Regions from separate parts of the Mus musculus genome. Here regions 1 and 3 are each linked to region 2. Evidence: chromatin contacts called from public HiChIP or PLAC-seq and capture Hi-C data. All regions are on one chromosome and are shown on one strand. The core of a region is the stretch at or near the end of the contact, and the rest is flanking DNA. Distances in the headings are between cores, read along the strand shown.

What was found. HiChIP or PLAC-seq counts read pairs in DNA pulled down with a chosen protein or histone mark. Capture Hi-C pulls out chosen DNA fragments and counts their contacts.
Region 1: a contact with region 2 is called in a capture Hi-C map of embryonic stem cells, with 4 times the contacts expected there. The contact joins the promoter of Mrgprg here to the promoter of Kcnq1 in region 2. A contact is called at or near these places in 15 of 39 promoter capture datasets (the 3T3-L1 cell line, the C10 cell line, the HPC-7 cell line and 8 more), 1 of 15 datasets of contacts at CTCF or cohesin (large pre-B cells), 4 of 484 Hi-C or Micro-C datasets (the N1E-115 cell line, the P5424 cell line, cardiomyocytes and 1 more) and 4 of 9 other capture datasets (adipose tissue, embryonic stem cells, embryonic tail and 1 more).
Region 3: a contact with region 2 is called in an HNF4G HiChIP or PLAC-seq map of pancreatic cancer cells. The contact joins the promoter of Tnfrsf22 here to the promoter of Kcnq1 in region 2. A contact is called at or near these places in 1 of 39 promoter capture datasets (hippocampal neurons) and 1 of 115 datasets of contacts at active chromatin or transcription factors (pancreatic cancer cells).

The regions. Positions count from the first base shown.
Region 1 is chr7:143,765,343-143,768,318 of GRCm38.p6, reverse strand. Mrgprg (MAS-related GPR, member G) reads left to right here and starts at 1,326. Exons shown (of 2, transcript NM_203492.2): 1 at 1,326-1,448; 2 at 2,912-2,976. The coding sequence starts at 2,946.
Region 2 is chr7:143,105,725-143,108,615 of GRCm38.p6, reverse strand. It overlaps Kcnq1 (potassium voltage-gated channel, subfamily Q, member 1), which reads right to left and starts at 1,362. Exons shown (of 16, transcript NM_008434.2): 1 at 875-1,362. The coding sequence starts at 1,257.
Region 3 is chr7:143,647,742-143,650,935 of GRCm38.p6, reverse strand. It overlaps Tnfrsf22 (tumor necrosis factor receptor superfamily, member 22), which reads left to right and starts at 1,272. Exons shown (of 6, transcript NM_001311145.1): 1 at 1,272-1,409. The coding sequence starts at 1,305.

The DNA.
Region 1 (2,976 bases), core at 77-2,576, 660 kb before region 2:
ACAGTACCGGCACACTATGACAATTATATTAATCCTTGAGGGCAAAGCCCTGAAGAAGAACAACAACAAAGGCCTACCAGAACAATGAAAAGTTGGGGAGATTTGGGGCTGCACAGTGCTTGTGTGTGTTGTAAGGGTGCATCCCACAGAGGACAGAGTATGGATCTGGCTTGACATGATGGCAGCCATCTTGAGCCACAGCTGTCTGAGTCACCATAAGATGGGTTTTCCTGCATATTTACTTAGCTAACCATAACACAGAGCCTTGAAAGCACATGCGTACTGGATGACTTGGAGGGTGCGCCTGGCTTTTGATGGAATCTGAAGATAAACCAGAGACCTTCAGGCATGAGAGCATGCTTTGGTCTTTATCCACCCAACGTCTGGGTGCCCAGCTCCCCAGGACCTTCCTCTGCCAGTGAGTCTCCAGAATATCTCACTGTGCAGTCCTAGCTCTATTGGACTCTCCCTATTCCCTTCCAACTGCTGTGTGAGTTTATGTGCACATGTGTGTAGGTGCATGCACATCTGTGCAGGTGTATGTGCTGCCTAAAGATCAGCACTGAGTGTGTGTCTTCTTAATTACCCTACACATTAAAAAACATTTTAAAGTCCATGCTGTTGTTGTTTTGAGACAACATCTCACAATACCATCCTGGTTGACCTGGAAACTCTGTGCAGACTTGCAGAAATCTGTCTGCCTCTGCCTCCCAAGTGCTGGGATTAAAGGTGTGGGCCACAACCTCTGGCTTAAATATGTTTTTAAGTTTATCTGTGTGTGTGCACAAATGTGCCACCACATGTGTCCAGATCAGAGGGAAACTTTTAGGAATCAATTTTCTTCTTTTATGGGGATCCCTGGAATTGAACTTAGGTTGTCAGGCTTGGGTGTGGCAAGAACCTTTACCCACTGAGCCCTCTCACTGGCCCAATACCTTATTTTTTAAAGATAAGACTTTGCAGCAAATGTAGTGATTGGCATAGCCAGCTGAATATCAAGTCCCATGAGTCCTCTGGTCTCCATCTCTCAGTACTGGGGTCACAAGCATGCACCATGATGCCCAACTTTTATTAAAGGTGCAGGGGATCCAAACTCAAATTCTCATACCTGCATAGCGAGAACTTTACTGACTGATCCATCTTTACAGATGTCATCTCTTCCTTTGGTCCCGAGCACCTAAGGCCAGGGACCATTCCAGAATGGGCGGCGTGCAAGGCTCTCTGTTTTCATCTCCCAGATGAAAAGGAGGAGCCTCCCACACTGACAGCTCTGTTTGAGCTCATTCCTTTGATTTCCGTGAAAAGGTGACACACCCACCCCACTTCTAGGGAACTGGCAGGAGCCAGCCTCAGAGGACAGAAGGGGATTTAGGGGCCAGGAGGAGATCAAGACAACAAGTGTGGGCTGAGCGAGCTGGAGACAGCCACTGTCAGCAGGCGGTCATCAGGTGAGAAGGTTAATATGCCCCTCTACCTGCTTCCCTAAGCAAGAAGCACCCCTTCTCTTACCCTCTACATCACTTGCCTGCCTGGCTCTCAGGGGGGTGCTGGTGGCTCTGAGGATGTCCTCTAAAAGGGACCTTATGGGGAAGGCAGTTAAGGGAGCCTTGGAAGCTGAGGCTCAGGCTTGAAACTCATTGCTCCAGGTCCATTGGAGAACAAGGATGAGGAAGATGCCCCACCCCACCTACCGCATCCCCTTTCAGATCTAGCCTTGGCTCCACCAGCCAGAATCCACACAGGAGTAGATGTCTGGATTTACACCCTTGGGGGCTCACAGAGGGGAAGAGTCTTGCCTCTGTCACCACTCTGATGCGTGAAGGTTCAGTCCTTAATTTCAAGGTCCTGAGGACCTGTACTCTGACCTTGACAGCTGAACTGGTAGGTTGAATCACCATCTCCCACAGGTGCTAGGAAGGATGCTTGGTGATGAGATGGTGGGTGATACTCATCAGGACACTGCAGAAGGTTTGGCCCTGTGAGAGGAAGCAGGGTCTGATGGAGGCTGGGTCTCAGTGAGTACAGAGATAGCTAGGGTTCTGGGTAGGGGACACAGCCCAGACCAGGAATGAGGGTCATACGTAAAGTACACAATATACATCTCTTTCCATCTTTGACTATGTTTTCCCATGTCTGTCCCTTCCTCTTTATCTCTACCTCTATTCTCTATTTCTCTCTGTGTCTGTCTGTCCATCTCTCTTCTCCACTCCATTACCCCCCAGCCCTGGTCTATCTTTTCCTATTGCTGTTCCTCCCTGGCAGTCCCTGTCCCCAGAGCCTGGGTCCTCATACCCTGGATCTTGGACAAGGTCCATCATGGGCTCTGTGGAAAAAGGTACTGCTCTGAAACACTCGCCTCCATGAGGGTACCAGAAACTCTCCTGCTTGCTCCCTAAGAAGATTTGGGGCCCTGAGACCCATCATCAAAGTCCCAGACTCTGACATGAAGCTTCAGAGTTAGCCACAGTTCCTCAGGACCCTGGGCTTTAATGTCGCGCTCTAAAAGGACAGTGTGGGGAAAGTCCCCTGAAGCCTCACCTAGCACAGAATGGAGTGTCCTGGGTCAGAGCAGGCACTATCAGAGACCCTGGGGTGGGTGTGATCAGAGCCTTAGAGAAAGCATTCTCACATTGGTACTACAGTTAAAAAGAAAGGGGAGTCTCTCCACCTGTGGCCCCTTTGTCTGAATGTGGTGGGCCTCTGCATGGGGACACCTCATTCAGGATGGGTTGTCTAACCAGGATGAGGGCAGAGAGAGCTGCTTCCAAGCAAAGCAGCTGTGAGGGGGTAACCTGGTATCACATGCAGCCAGGAAGGGGCTTGAGACAACTCGGACTCTGGAAGCTGCAGGCTCTTGCTTTCCACACTCGGGGCACAGCAGCTTCGTAGTGAACACTGTCACCCTTTGCAGGGGCCTCCCAGAGCACCCACGGAAGCCAGCCAGGATGTTCTCCATATTCAACATCTGGGGCACAT
Region 2 (2,891 bases), core at 113-2,612:
GAGGCATAAACAGACCTCTGGACAACCAGTGGAGGTCCTCCCCTGCCCAGGTGGCAAGACTAGCCACAAGGAGGTCACCTAGTGGAACATCTAAAGCAATTAGCTGCGGGGTCGGTTGAGTAGAATCCTGAGCCAGAGGCTGGCAGGGCACCAAGAAACTAGGCAGCCAGGAAGTGCTGCCTCGAGGTGGCCAGGGGAGGCAGCAAGGAGGGCAGCCAGCCCATTCCTGGAGATGACTTTCTGTGACCCTGCCCTTGAAAAATGAAGTGCCCTGCCCCTCTCAGGCAGCCTGTGAGAATAAGAGCCACCTGGTAGCAGTGAGGGCCAGGTGCAGCTCAGCTCCCTCTCCTGTTCCCTAAAGCAGGTGCTGTTCTCGGACAATGTCTACTGGGCTCGCTCAGGGCATCAAGCCTGCTTTCATCAGCCTGGGTTATTGAAGCTGTGGGCACTCCCTGTGGACATCTTGGGCAACACCAGTGCACCTGCTAATCTATCCTGTTGCTCTGAGTGCCTAAGACACAGACACCAGCCAAGGCCTGGATGGGCTTGCACACAGACACCAGTCACTCCTGGAGGCTCCTGAGTCTCTCTTGTCACAACTGACCCACACCAAAAGGTCGGCTTCCAGCTTGCTTACTCCTCCTGTAGAGACTAACATCTAAGCGCTGTCCCTCTATCCCAAGTGAATGCCCTGGGGGATCTCCTAGGTTGGTGTACTGCAAGTGTCCCCCTCCACAAGCCACAGCAGAGTCCCTGAGTTTAAGGGACCGACTCTCAGTCTGGTTTCTGCTTTCTGTGATTAGCCCTTCCTTGCCTCCCCTAGGGTCATAGTGGCACCAGCCCTAAGAGTCGTGCGTGCAGGGAGGTTACTCACACGGTGAAGTGGTACACGAAACACTTCCAACCCGTGGGGCGCTCGAGGAAGTTGTAGACTCGGCCCTGGATGTGGGTGCGCGCCAGCAGCGGGCGGCGCGCACTGTAGATGGAGACCCGCGGGTCAAGGCTCACCCGCGGACGTGGGCCGAGGTCTGCAGGGGCCGGGGCGGGCGACACTGGGGTCGACATGGGGGGCGCGAGCCCGGGGGCTCCGGTTGGCGCGATGGGCGCATAGACCGTGCTGCCCTCAGGGCCACCTTCGGCCAGCTCCAGTGAGAAGGGACACTTCTTGACCACCGCGCTGCCCCGCCGGGCGCCTAGCAGGCGGCTCCAACCCGCGCGCTTCCTTTCAGCACTGGGCGGGGACGAGGCCGTGTCCATGGCCAGACAGGACCCCTGACCCCGCTGCTCCTCGGAGCTGAGGTGAAGGCAGCGCAGAGCGCAGGGCGCAGCGCGGGTAGCCACTGCTGCCAGCCCAGCCACGGGGGGCCGCTGTCTGCTCCGCCTGGGGGCGGGGGCGGGGTTGGTCCCCGGGGATGGCATGTCCCGCCCCCAGGACGCCCCGCCCCTGGGCGCCACCGCGCGCCTACCTGCGGCCTTGCTCAGCCAGCGGGTTACCTGCTCCGCCAAGCCAAGTCAGGCTATCTCCGCGTTCCGGGCTGGGCGCACCTGCTGGGCGCACGTGCTTCCCCGCACCCCGAGGACCGCCCGCCTGCTTGGCTCTAGGGTCCTCCAACCTGGGACCAGCAGATACCACCACCACGAATCACAAGCACCCTTTTTCTCGCTATCTGAACCTACCCTAGAGAGGGAGCGGGAGGCAGAAAAGGGCATCCCAGGCCACGCATGGACACTTTCCGGCACAGAATGAGGAAGTGTTAGCCCAGCGGACACTGAGCACCCTTGGGTGTCCAGAAGCCTCTGTTGGCGGCGGAGAATGCGAAAATCTCTTCCCAGTAGTTAATCGCAGCCCATAAGACAGCGGGATGGAGGAGATGGGAACAGACCAAGAGTGGTGCTCACTAAGAGTGGGGTCAAAGGCAAGTGCTAGATTGCGGGTTTTACAGGTAGACACCGCCCGCGGGGCTGCCTGAGCGTTTACATGTTTACACTCCCTTTAAGTTTGTACCTCTCCAGAGTGACACAGAAGGAGCTTTATGTCCCGTGGTGGTGTGAGGATAGTCAGAAGGTTTGTGCAGCTGGCTCTTGCTACACTGGCCTTTGTGTGGGATGGAAGGGCACCTGCATCCCAGGACAATTCCAAAATCCCATTCTCCTGTGATCCGCCACACCCACCTCTCACACCACTCACAAGAATAACTTTCAGATACCGTCCTGTTAGCTTCAGTTGTCAACTTGACACAGCCTAGGGTCATCTGAGAAGGGAATCAGTAGGAGGACTGCCTAAATTGGATTAGACTGTGGGTGTGTCTGAGGAAGATTGTCTTGATTGTCTTAGTTGATGTGGGAAGACACAGCCCACTGTGGGCCGTGTCTGTTTCCTGGGCAGGTGGGCCTAAGCTATATAAGAAAGGTAGCTGGGCATGAGCCTGAGAACAAACAAACAAGCAAGCAGCGCTCCTCTGGGTTTTCTGCTCAACTTCCTTGGTTGTGAATGAGTTCTTTGATGGGAGTTGGTGCTATGTAGAATATTGAGCAGGCCTGCCTCCAGGTTCCTGGTTGAGGTCCTTCTCTGGCCCCCCTTTGAAGATGGGCTGTAATTGGTAAGCTGAAATAAACCCTTTCCTCACCCAAGCTGCTCTTGGTCCTGGTGTTTATCGCAGTGATGGAAGGATACGAGAACAGGTGGATCAAAGGCTTTGGTGAAAGCTGTGCAGAAAGAACAAAGGTGAGGGGCCATTGCTATAACCAGAGGTAGAGTGTGTGCCTGGTGTATGCAAGGACCTAGGTCTGATGAGGATGTGGGGGAAGAGCACCTGCCTCAAGAAACTGTCACTAAGGAAAACATTTCCAACTGTGCTGTGAAATCCGGAAGCGGCAGATAAAGCAGAAAG
Region 3 (3,194 bases), core at 23-2,522, 540 kb before region 2:
CTCAGAGACTGGTGGGACAACAGCATCCACAAGTGCACACTCCTCTCCTCTTCCCTTCCTCTACTTTCCCTCTGCTTCCCAAGGGTGGGGGACAGTTCAGCGTGTTGAACTAACCAAACTTTCTAAACACTTGTTTGTGTTTTGATTTGGTTTACTCCTGAGCAGACACCAGCCTGAGGGAAGACAAGAAATAGAAGAGGATCAGGCTGGCCAAGGAATTGGCCGCCCCCACTCCCCAGCCTAGGTGAGGGCAGATGGGCACAGGCTCCACTCCCTGGCCCTAGGGAGAGAGGCAAGAGATGATTTAAAGAGTACCAGGTGCCTGAAGTCACGCTCCTCTTCTTTGGGGCAGCCATTGAAATCCAGGACTCTGAGTCCTCCCTCATTTTAAAGAGGAAGTGGCATTTGGAAGGGAGATGGATGGGGCTGGTAGTGGGCCACTTTTTCGAATACCTGGAGGGGCCGGGTGGAACAGATGAACCAACCCAAGTTCCCTAGAGAAATAAGCGTTCTACTTCCTGTGTTAGGCTAGTAGACTTGGCTTAAATGTCCTGTGTCCCATGAGCTTGGATTGGCACACACAGTGGAGCTAAACACAGTGAAAGGAAGAAGAGGTGAGGGACTCACAGTCCAGGGATGTTCATACAGCCCTCCTCCCCCGACACACACCCCCCAACCCCAGAACTGGAAGAGTGCCTACCAGTCCTGGATATTTTGAGGTCCTCAGAGTCAGCGAGTCCCACACAGCCCCTCAGACCCTGACAGTGAAGCCTTCAGCTGCTGCTCCAGACCATTGACCAGTGAACACTCACAGGAACGCTACAGGGATAGAGTTACTTCAAACTTCTCCGTGTTGAGCTAAGACAGTGTGTGTTGTAGCTTATCTTCCTCTTTTTGTTTGTTGCTTTTGAGAAGGTTTACAGTCTGCTGCAGTCTGACTTTTATAACGATTCCAACAATAGTTCATGCCTCTCCCTCCACTCAGGTCCAGGAAAATTTTTAATTAACTTATAATAAAGAGCAGTATACCGTAATGAAAAACAAACGAAGGCAGAGAATTCGACTTTAACTTGCTGTTTATAACAAATATGATTCTGTTAATAACGTCATAGGCATTTAAAATTACGTTATTTATAGAAAACTAGATATTACTGAGCACTGATTGTGGTGGGAAGGCAAGAGTGGTGGCGCTGGACCCGCCCACGAGATAAGGCAACCATACAGGAACCAATCCGCTGAGGAGAGGCGTGGCCACCACAGCAGCTCCTCCCAGCTGAGCAGCAGCGGCGTGCTTGCACTCGGCCATGTTTGGCTTCTTCTGCAGCTTGGTGTCCAGTCTGAGTCGCTGGTTCCTTTGGCGGCGGCTGCTGCTGCTGCTGCTGCTGCTGCTGCTGAATCTGCCCTTGCAGGTGAGTAGATATGGCCCTGCGGAGCTGAGACTCGCTCTGGGCACCGGATCCCCGGACTGCAGAGGAAAGCTACTGCCGGCGGTGAACTGATGGCGGGCTGTGCCATCAGCCTGGGCATCGCCAACCAACACTTCAGAACTTCGTCTGCTCTTAAGTGGTCCAGAGTTGGGGGATTGAGGAGGTGAAGCAGAGGCAGGGGAATGGCCAAGCGGGTAGCCAGAGAAAGTGTGTCCGGTTGGTCCCTGAGCTCCGGGACAAGGTGGACACGCCTCTCCTCCCTTTCTCATCAGAAAGCGGTCCATCGGAAGGCGACTCCGGAAAGTGCCATTGCGGACTGCAGTGGCCCGCGCGACTGTGCGCCTTGGGTGGGTCCGGCCCGGCTGGTCTTGGGGTGTAGTACTAACTACTACAAAAGGATCTGTGTGGAAGGCCTGGCTATGCCTTTCCTGGGCCTTTCGGGTCTCTGCTAAGTTCGTCCCGAGATCGCTTCTTGTCTCTTTAATCATAAACTGCAGTTAAACCTAAGTTAGTGGGCAGCCTGATCTACATAAGGAGTCTCAAAACCAACCAAACAACCAAACAAAAAACCTAGACGATCCTGTAAATGACATTTTAGTTACAGCCAACTTAATTTTATGTCAATTTTCTCTCATAAGAGTCTTCATCCCAAAAATAGGCAGAAAAAGGTTTATGTTTTATAACCTGTAAGGATATCCATTTTGTAACACATTCAGATCTTTAGTTATAACAACAACAACAACAACAAAATAACCCTTAGATTGTTCTAAGATAGTATCTGAGCAGTCAGAGACCACTTACATGTAATCAGCATTTCTTTAAACCACCTAGGAGCTGGTTAATAGTAATTCTTTGCTAGCTGCTGGTGAGCAGCTTTCACAGAAATGGACCCAGAGGGCATCCAGCTTCCCTGGGAATCTCCTGGGCAAGGGGCCAGAGGATATGCAACTCAGAGGTGACTTCAAAGTTCCCAGCACTTTGAGGGACTTCGAACATATTTCACAGGCAGGTTTCACATGGGATGGCCCTTGACCCTGAAATCTCTTCCCATCCCTATTAGGGCTCTGGGGCTCCATGCCTGCCCAGGCACCGCCTGAAAAGTGGTGCATTTTGTCCTCCAGAAATCCCCAGAAACAATCTAGACAATATTAGGTTGTTTTTGTTGTTGATGTTTTAAGGTTGTTGTAAAGAAAAAATGGTGATCATCTCAAATAATGCCACAAAATGAAGGTACTCCAAAGAAAGACTGAGGATGAGCTGGGCCGGGTAGTGCACGCCCTTAATTCTAGCAATTGAGAGACGAGGTAGACATGTTTGTGAATTTGGGTTTAGTCTGATCTTTATAGTGAGTTCTAGAACAGCCAGACTGTGTATGAGACACTGTCCTGTAAAAGTCAAAAATAAAAATAAAAGACTGAAGATAACATCTCTTTCAAGAATATTTTTTAAAAAGACTATCCTCAAAGAATATTGAAATTTTAAAAAATAGGGCATGTGTGTAGATTTTTGGTCTTTTGAGACAGGATTTCTCTGTGTAGCTCTGACTGTCCTGGAATTTGCTCTGTAGACCAGATTGGCCTTGAACTCAGAGGTCTGCCTGCTGGGATTAAAGACATAGGCTGTGAAGATATCCTACTAAATCCACTGTCTAACCTGTGGTCATGTCCTTCCTAAGTGTAAGTACAGGTGAAGCAGGCCATTTCCAAGGGGTAAAATAGTATTGCCTTCAGGGCAGTGATGAAGTGTCAGCTTCAACATATAATAATG